Regions from separate parts of the Mus musculus genome. Here region 2 is linked to region 1. A link is a contact called in public HiChIP or PLAC-seq data. All regions are on one chromosome and are shown on one strand. Each heading gives the region's core, a stretch centred on a gene start, on an enhancer-like site or on the middle of the called end of the contact. The rest is flanking DNA. Distances are from core to core; before and after follow the strand shown. Region 1 holds the start of Itprid2 (ITPR interacting domain containing 2). Region 2 overlaps Cerkl (ceramide kinase-like).

Region 1 (4,038 bases), core at 817-3,316:
TGTTCTTACATTTGAAAAAGAAAAATCCTTCGACTATCCCCTTGAGATAAAAACGCTAGAAATTTTAAGACCTGTTTTCAGTGTAAGCCAATAACATATTAAGGAGTGGATTTTAAATGAGACCAAGATGTAAACTTTAAAGTCCTGAATAAACGCAAGGACAGACTACTCCGTTCCCTCCTTGATGTGGAAACGTCAGAGATGCTGCTTTGTAAGTTCTCTCCTAGAAAGTTCTGAAGATGTACATTTAAAAATCTCAGCCTTCTAATCTAACACTGTTTGATGGCGAGCCCCTGGCACACAGTATAGTACTGTGCTTTGTAAAGGCCATATTCTTGTCATCTGAAAATCAAGGGGTTAAAAGAGGCTGATGGTTAACCTAAAGATGTCTTGAAGCAATGTATTTGCCTCTGTGCATCTTTAAAAGGAATGCCTATACATCCCATAATATTTCAGACGAGTCTATGATGCCTAAGTAAAATTCTGCAGCTAACAATCAGTATGGCTCCAGTTATGAACTAAGACAGAGACAGCTATTGGTCTTTACAGGGAAAAAAAAAAAAAATAATTCCATATGTGAGTAGCTTTCAAAAAGAAACAGAAAAAAAAAAAAAAACCAACAACCAAATAATCCCTAGGATAAACATAATTTGCGAAAACAATAATATGCCCAGAAGCAAATGCCAACCAAAGTTTAAAAGTTATAGTCTTCACACACAAGGTTTTTCAAAGAGCAAATAAACTGGGGGAAAAAATAGAAGTAAAACACATTTTACTTTAGTCAAATTTACTTGTAATAAAACCCATCTCCTCTGTATTTTATCAAACATTTTTGTGCAGGTTGCCAAAGTATGTAACTAAACAGACTCATAAAGTATGAATGCCTTCAAAGCTCCATTTCCTTCTGCGAATTCCAATGCCATCTGACAAAACCCTGTCCCAGGACTTAAACTCCAAGGAGCAAGTTGGCTAGTTTTAATAGGTCCCCAGAGAGACCTAAGGCACACAACACAAATTAAACCCCAGTTAGTGTAGCTAAGTAAATTAAACTCGTCTATAACACGTTTGAAAGGAAAATGATTCTATGCCAGATATGCAGATGCCAAAATAAAGAAAAATAAAAGGTTCTGTGAAACATCAAAATTATTTCAAGAGAAAGCACGACCAGCCAAAGTAGCATCACTGTGACCTGTTTTAGTTTCTGATCTGCTGCTGACATCATGCCCGGACTGCTGAAGTCGTCAACTCGGTCACCAAATAATCAGCGGCCACAGCACTTCCAGTTCTAATCGCTTCTAGAAGGAAGCTATCGGCCGGCTCACTTTCCGGTTCCTAGCTTACAGTGACCACGGGACCCAGAGACGAAGTCGAACCCCCTCGCTTCTCCCCCAGGCAACCCCCGCTTTACTTACCGGCAGTCTTTGAGCCATATCGCGATCTTCTCGTTGGGCACGTTTCCTGCGGGAGTAGAGCGAAGGGACAGCTCGTTAAAGACCCCAAACATAAGTACTCAGAGGCTGTGCCATCCTGACACTCCCTTGCAGGAGAATCTGCCCTGGCAACCCGTAGCCTCCGAGAGCCTTCCCGGCGCCCGACCCAGGGGAGCCAGCCGGCAGCCAGGTGCACATGCTGGAGCTGAAGCGCGGGTCACGCGCGCATTTAAAGTTCGGGGGCGTCCGGTCCCCGCGCCCGGTGGCACGGAGCACGCCACCTCCCTGATCGCACGTCCCTGTCCCGCGCACCGACCTCGCCCCGCGGGTGCCGGCAGCTTCGTGCCTGGGAGGTCCTCCTCGTCGTCCTCGTCCTCGTCCTGCGTCGTCGTCTCTGTGGACAGATCCTCGGTCTCCGACGCCTGCCAGGAGCTGCGGCACTTGGCCCAGGCCTTCCTCCTGCGACTCGCCACTTGCCACTCCAGTTCCTCCTCCGCCTCCGCCGACAGGGGTCGGTTCATGGCCGCGCCGGGGGCTCCGCGGGCCCAGCCCGAGCCTGCGCGGGACACAGCGGCGGCTGCGGGGACCCCCGCCGCTGCTGTCAGCGCCCAGCCGGGCAGGGGGCCCGGGGGAGCCAGAGCGGGCGCCGCAGGAGGAGGGGACAGGGAGGGGGGGAGGGAAGGAAGGGAGGGAGGGGCGGAGGGCCGGCGCTTCACGTGAACCCGGCCTGGCGGGGCGCAGGAGCGCGAGTGGCTCCGGCAAGCCGGGTAGGCGCCGAGCGCCCGCCCGGCCCGGTCCCGCCTACTCTAAGACCCCGCCCTGCCCCCTTTCTAGCCACGCCCCCGCTAATGCACAGTCCAGCCTCTCGCAGCTGTGCGCCACGCCCACGACGGAGGCCACGCCCTCTTCCGGTGGCGGTCTTGCCGGGAGGTGAGGACGAGAGTTGGGGCGGGGCACGTCCTGACGGGCTAGGAGCCGAACCGCCCCTTCGCGGTGGCCTCAGGAAAGAGCCAGATTTGTTTGTTTGTTTGCTTTACAGCTTTTCCTTCTCTCAACTCCTCTCTCGTCCAGAAATAGAGGTAAAGTGCCAAGGCCAAGTCTCATAAAACGCCCCCGCGTGCAAACAAGTGACTGGGCTGCTGAGACTTAATCAGTGTAGGATGCCTACAGGATTGGGCAAGGATGAAAGAGACGTGAGATTGTACTGTCAGCTTGTCAAAGCTTACCTTGGTGTTGCTCGCACATTTTGAGAAACCTGTGTGTCCTGGTTATGTGAGGTATGAAAATCCAGTGAGAAAAAAGTGGGTATGTCACATTGAAGCTGCAGACAAAAAAAAAAAAAAAAGGAAGTGAAGAAAGCGACCTGGGAGTATAAAGAAAGCTAACTGCTTGGATTTGGGACTTAGAAGATGTAACAAGAAGCAGGTCATGCCAAGCTTCTGAAACAATTCTTAAATCCCAGCTTCCTCCGTCCCCTTTATCATACTTGTATTTCCTATGAGGAAAAAAAGATTAAAATTCTATCCAGATTGAGACAAAGTGTTACATATCAAACAGTGAATGTCCTAAACCATCTACAGACAATATAGAAAGCTTCCAACATTTTATTGAACTCTGCAAGCAAAGTGAGAATAGTTTTTTGCTTTGGTCTATTTTTATGCTTTTTCTTGACTAAAAAGGACATTTTTACATAAATAATATTTTAAGGAAGAAATTTTCCACTTGAAATAGATATTTGCAGTTCATAAAAGTCCAAGTTAAGTGTGCATTCATAAATGAAGGAAATAGTTTTTGGAACACAGAATGTAGTGTCCTTGAGATGAGATGGAACCTAGTTTCTTGTGCAGGCCTTTGCACATAATCTATTCATCTTTAAAGTAGCACAGGGACCTTCCTGTCTTTGGTCCTTACTTCTTTCTAGCATGGTCCATATGTTTGATAGTTCCCAATATATCATTAATCATTGATAGAAACAACAACTCCTGATGGTTTATCAATATCCCCAAGACCAATTCCAAAATCCAAGCTGGCTTCCCGGAGCCATCCCAGCATTATCATGGCCCTCCTGCACTTACAGTGAACTGTAAGGGGAGCTACAAGGATGGTACCAGCAACTCAGTGACTTGACCTTTCACTGGTAAGGGATCATTTAGTTATTAATATGTCTTAGACTTTCAGGAGCTCTATATTAAGGATGAAGGTACCTCTTTCATATCCTTCCAATGCAGCTGCCTGTGGAATATGAGACAGATGAAAAGAAAGTGCCTAAAGAAGTGTTGGTGTGGTTGGTCAAAGGCTGTAGAGGACACTGGCTCCAGTAGTTTTATCCAGGGCCCTGTTGGATTCTGTCCCATCCATTTGCTGTCTCCAACTTCCACTCTGACACATCCATGTGCTGTGGCTGGTTCTCTGTCCTTGCTTTTTAAATCATTCCTGTTCTGTCTACTGCCTGCATGAACCAGCTGATCCGGGATGTCTTCACTCTGTGGCTCCCCCAGTCATGATCACATCCTATTTACAGTTCCTTGATGTACAACAGAATGTACACGCTGTTCATTGAGGGGAATGGATTAAGCAGTAAATAATATGATCAGATCCAGACAATATG
Region 2 (3,926 bases), core at 874-3,373, 240 kb after region 1:
TCCCAGTTAGTTGGTCCTCTAAGTAGAGATGGTGTTCCATGAAGGCAATTGGTGCTGTCAACTTGGGTGGTTCCTGGGCTCTTCTGGAGAGGACCATTGCTCTGTTCACAGCAATGACACTTTATACTTGGTACACAAGAACTAAACATAAATAAGCAGTTTTCTTTCCTTGCCAAGAACCACTAGTGGAGAATGTGGGGGGTTACTAGTCATAGTGAATGGACTTGTCTATAGTTGTGTCCAAAGCAGGTGCTTTGCCAGACGTCAGCATGACAGGTAATGGAGTATTGCTGCCTTTAGTAGCAATGGAAATTCTTTTGAATTTGTGCATCCTATAAGTCTACCATTGAGAATGACCCATAGAGCTGCTTGGCTTCTCTTCGGCATTTGAATGGCTTACTTAACCCACTCTCCCCAAATTATGCACTGCAGATGTAGGCATATCTTTTGTTACTGGCAGAAATTTAAAGAACCCTCTGATCTCTCAGAACTGGCCAAGGTGTCTGGAACATGAATATATATATATATATATATATATATATATATCTCAAGAAATAGATTTAGCATAGAAAATTTGGGCATTATTCCGAATAAAGAACTGGCATTTTTATCTGTATTTTAAAACCCGAGCTACAGGAGACTATTTAAAATGTATCAACTTTTCATTAGTACATTTTGATTTTGATGCAGAAATGTCTTTACGCCGGGCGTGGTGGCACATGCCTTTAATCTCAGCACTTGGGAGGCAGAGGCAGGCGGATTTCTGAGTTCGAGGCCAGCCTGGTCTACAAAGTGAGTTCCAGGACAGCCAGGACTATACAGAGAAACCCTGTCTCAAAAAACCAAAACCCAAAACAAAACAACAACAACAAAAAAAACCAAAAAAAAAAAAAAAAAAAAAAAAAAAAAGAAAAAAGAAAAAAAAAAAGAAAAGAAAAGGAAAGAAAAGAAATGTCTTTACATCTTCCAGTGTTTAAAGACTTACAAGACATATTTGAGGTACTTACACTCGATAGGAAAAGTTAAATTGAAGAAACCCACAGGCAGAAAAATCATCTCCAATATTAAATTTGGTTTAGTAAAAGTGTAAGACAGTGGATTTGGAATTTCTCTCAAATAAGACGAAAATTTTCTAATATTTTTACTAGATAAGAATACTAGTTCACCATATCTCCATCTTGATATTCATGTGTGCTTAGGAGTTTGGGCACCTCTGCTCTCCAACGCTGTGCCACGTTCTCCAGGAGAGCATTACATTGAAGCACATTTTCAGTCTGCTACAGGATTGGCCCTATTTGTGTAAACCCTAGTTTAACCTGATTATTAACAATTACGTTGTGTTTTCTACTTACAATTAGAGTGTATTCAAATTTATTGGTCCCTTGCTTCACAGATTTATCTCAGTATGTGGTGTATTCAAACAGAATTTTGTATTTTTAATTAGGGGATTAGATAAGTAATTCTGAAGAGCCAAGAAAAAAAAATACCCTGTTAGGCATCATTTTGCCTAACAATGTGACATACACCGTGTGTGAGAGAGAGAGAAAGAGAGAGAGAGTGTGTGTGTATGTGTGTGTGTTCAGGGTGTTGTGCTAGTGCCATCTATCCAGCAGGCTGTTTTTCAAGCCACGTTTTAAAAAGTGGACATGTGCAGGAACTGTGAGCACAATTAGCACCAGGCAGATAAACCCAGCTTTAATCCTGTTTACGGTCCGCATCAGGCAGATGTGCCAAGATTGATGCAGACAAGCCCTGGGCTTACAGTAATATTTTTAAAAGTGCAGCTCACTGTCCTATTTTTGTTAAACCTTTGCTCACTATCCTTAAGTGTCACTGGCTTTGCTCTCCTTATTTGCCACTGTAACCCATTTTGAACAGGTCCTGCTTTCCTGGTAACCTGCCAGGAAAGGTTATCTTTATTCCCTGTAATTAAATTGGCTCCCCTTCCCCCAAGAAGATACAATAGGAAGTGGGTGCTGAATTAAATAAATAGCAAGCTATCCAATAGACGCATACTTAAATCCCTTGCAAGAACAGATGGCCCCAGTATCTCTGTAAGTAATGCGAGAGGACAGTTAGTGTTCTGAAGCAACTAGCAACGACCAATATGATCCTAATGAGCCAATAGATTTCAAATAACGAGCCACATGCCACCAACCAGAGCTCTACACTGTGTGAGGGGTTAATGTAGGTAGCCTGCAACACAGTGCCTGTAGACCATTTCTGCATTTGTATCTCCTGATATCAAATATGAATTTATAAATGAAGTTGTACTTCAGAGTCTTCCTAATAGCTGTGCCACTTGTTCTTAAGGTAGGAAGTAGAGCCACATTTGAAACACATGCCCAGAAAAATCAGCGGGCATGGTGCTTCTCTTCAGAACTCTTTCTTTATTCTACAGTCTGATCATCATAGGTTCATGGAAATATGGCTTTCACGTGGCATTATGTGAATATTTGCTTTCCTTGTGACGGAAACCGATACGATCCCAGGAGTGGCCAGTGTGACTCAGCCCAGCCATTCAAGAGAATGGAATCCAAGCAGAGATTTAAGATCTCAGCCCTTTGTTCAGCACTTACTTTCAAAAGCCTCTTCCTGATTCATTTGTAGACAAAAAGGAATCTAAGTCACTCTTAAAATAATCCTTAGAGAGACACAGGCAGGTAATCCATCTTTACGGAACCAACACTGCTTTTTACAACACAGTTGATTTTCTTTTGTTTTCTTTACTCATGTTTATAATGAATATTTGTGTACCCTGAGAGTGTCCAAAGGGTGTCCCGAAGTAGTGGCTGAGGAGAAATAATGAGCTAAGATTTTCAGTTTATCCCATCAGATAATGCCCAGAACCTTTAGCCTTTCCTGAGGCTAGCCCTAGGGCTTTCCCCAGGCAACTGGGGAGACTTTCATTAACCTCTGATCCAGGAGGCTGGCTGTGTTGCCTCACCCAGAGCCAGCAGGTCTCCTGCTCATTGCTTACAAACTTCAAAACCTAAAGGGTGCAGCTAAGCCCAGCCCACACTGCTGATTAAACATTTAGGCCAAAGCTTCCTGATAAAAACATTTCCAAGTCAAGCGCTCCCAGAGTTCTAACATGCCTTTTTTGTTGGACCCATTTCTACACAGAACACTAAATTCCAATGGTGCTACAGTCTTCTGCTACATCAATGTGCTTCAGGAAACACACATTCTATTATCACACAAGTTGTTTCCAAGTTTGACCTCAGTGACACTTGGGTGAGCTTTCCTTTTCCTTCAGCTGGGTTTATTACTTATTGTTTTGGAGTTAATTCTGAAAAGCAAGTTAAAAACTCTGCACACAAAAAGCCTTTCCCTCCCTCCCTCCCTCCCTCCCTCCGTCCCCCCTCCCTCCCTCCCCCCCTCCCCCCCTCCCTCCCTCCTTTTTTCCTTCAGAGTGCTTGAGCCAGGGTGGATATTAGAGGACAATGGCCAGGAGTTGCTCAGAGCTCACCAAACCTCTTTCCCCACTGAGCCTTCGTGCCCCCAATTTTCCCCTTTCCTACACTTAAAATTACCCCGACTGCTGATCACTGTGGAAGGGAAAGCTGGAGACTGATGAGAAAACCAGCACTTCATGTTCTCGCTTTTATCTCTCTGTGTGGTGACTAGGCTTAAGCATTTTCTGTGGTTATTTTATTTCTTGGTTTTCTTCCTAAATAATATGTAAGTGGGTTCAACCCCCCCCACAATCAACTGTGTAACTTGCTTTTTAAAAAAGATTTGTTTATTTTATGTATATGAGTGCACTGTAGCTGTCTTCAGACACACCAGAAGAGTGCATCAGATCCCATTACAGATGGTTATGAGTCACCATGTGGTTGCTGGGAATTGAACTCAGGACCTCTGGACAAGCAGTCAGTGCTCCTAACCACTGAGCCATCTCTCCAGCTCTGTAACTTGCTTTG

The links. HiChIP or PLAC-seq counts read pairs in DNA pulled down with a chosen protein or histone mark.
Region 2: a contact with region 1 is called in an HNF4G HiChIP or PLAC-seq map of pancreatic cancer cells. The contact joins the enhancer-like site here to the promoter of Itprid2 in region 1. A contact is called at or near these places in 2 of 39 promoter capture datasets (the 3T3-L1 cell line and liver), 2 of 484 Hi-C or Micro-C datasets (the C2C12 cell line and embryonic fibroblasts), 3 of 115 datasets of contacts at active chromatin or transcription factors (embryonic stem cells and pancreatic cancer cells) and 1 of 9 other capture datasets (pancreatic islet).

Annotation. Positions count from the first base shown.
Region 1 is chr2:79,633,453-79,637,490 of GRCm38.p6, reverse strand. Itprid2 (ITPR interacting domain containing 2) reads right to left here and starts at 2,066. Exons shown (of 18, transcript NM_080558.4): 1 at 1,747-2,066; 2 at 1,413-1,458. The coding sequence starts at 1,951. It overlaps Gm46751 (a long non-coding RNA gene), which reads left to right and starts at 2,429. Exons shown (of 2, transcript XR_001783386.2): 1 at 2,429-2,509.
Region 2 is chr2:79,397,583-79,401,508 of GRCm38.p6, reverse strand. All of the region lies in intron 1 of Cerkl (ceramide kinase-like), which reads left to right. Among named protein-coding and RNA genes, the nearest start is that of Cerkl, 29 kb to the left of the region's middle. Within about 2 kb of position 2,123, at least 41 of the 459 cell types and tissues checked have an H3K27ac peak or open chromatin away from gene starts, as enhancers often do. A contact at or near this core is called in the C2C12 cell line, pancreatic cancer cells and pancreatic islet, where this site is marked.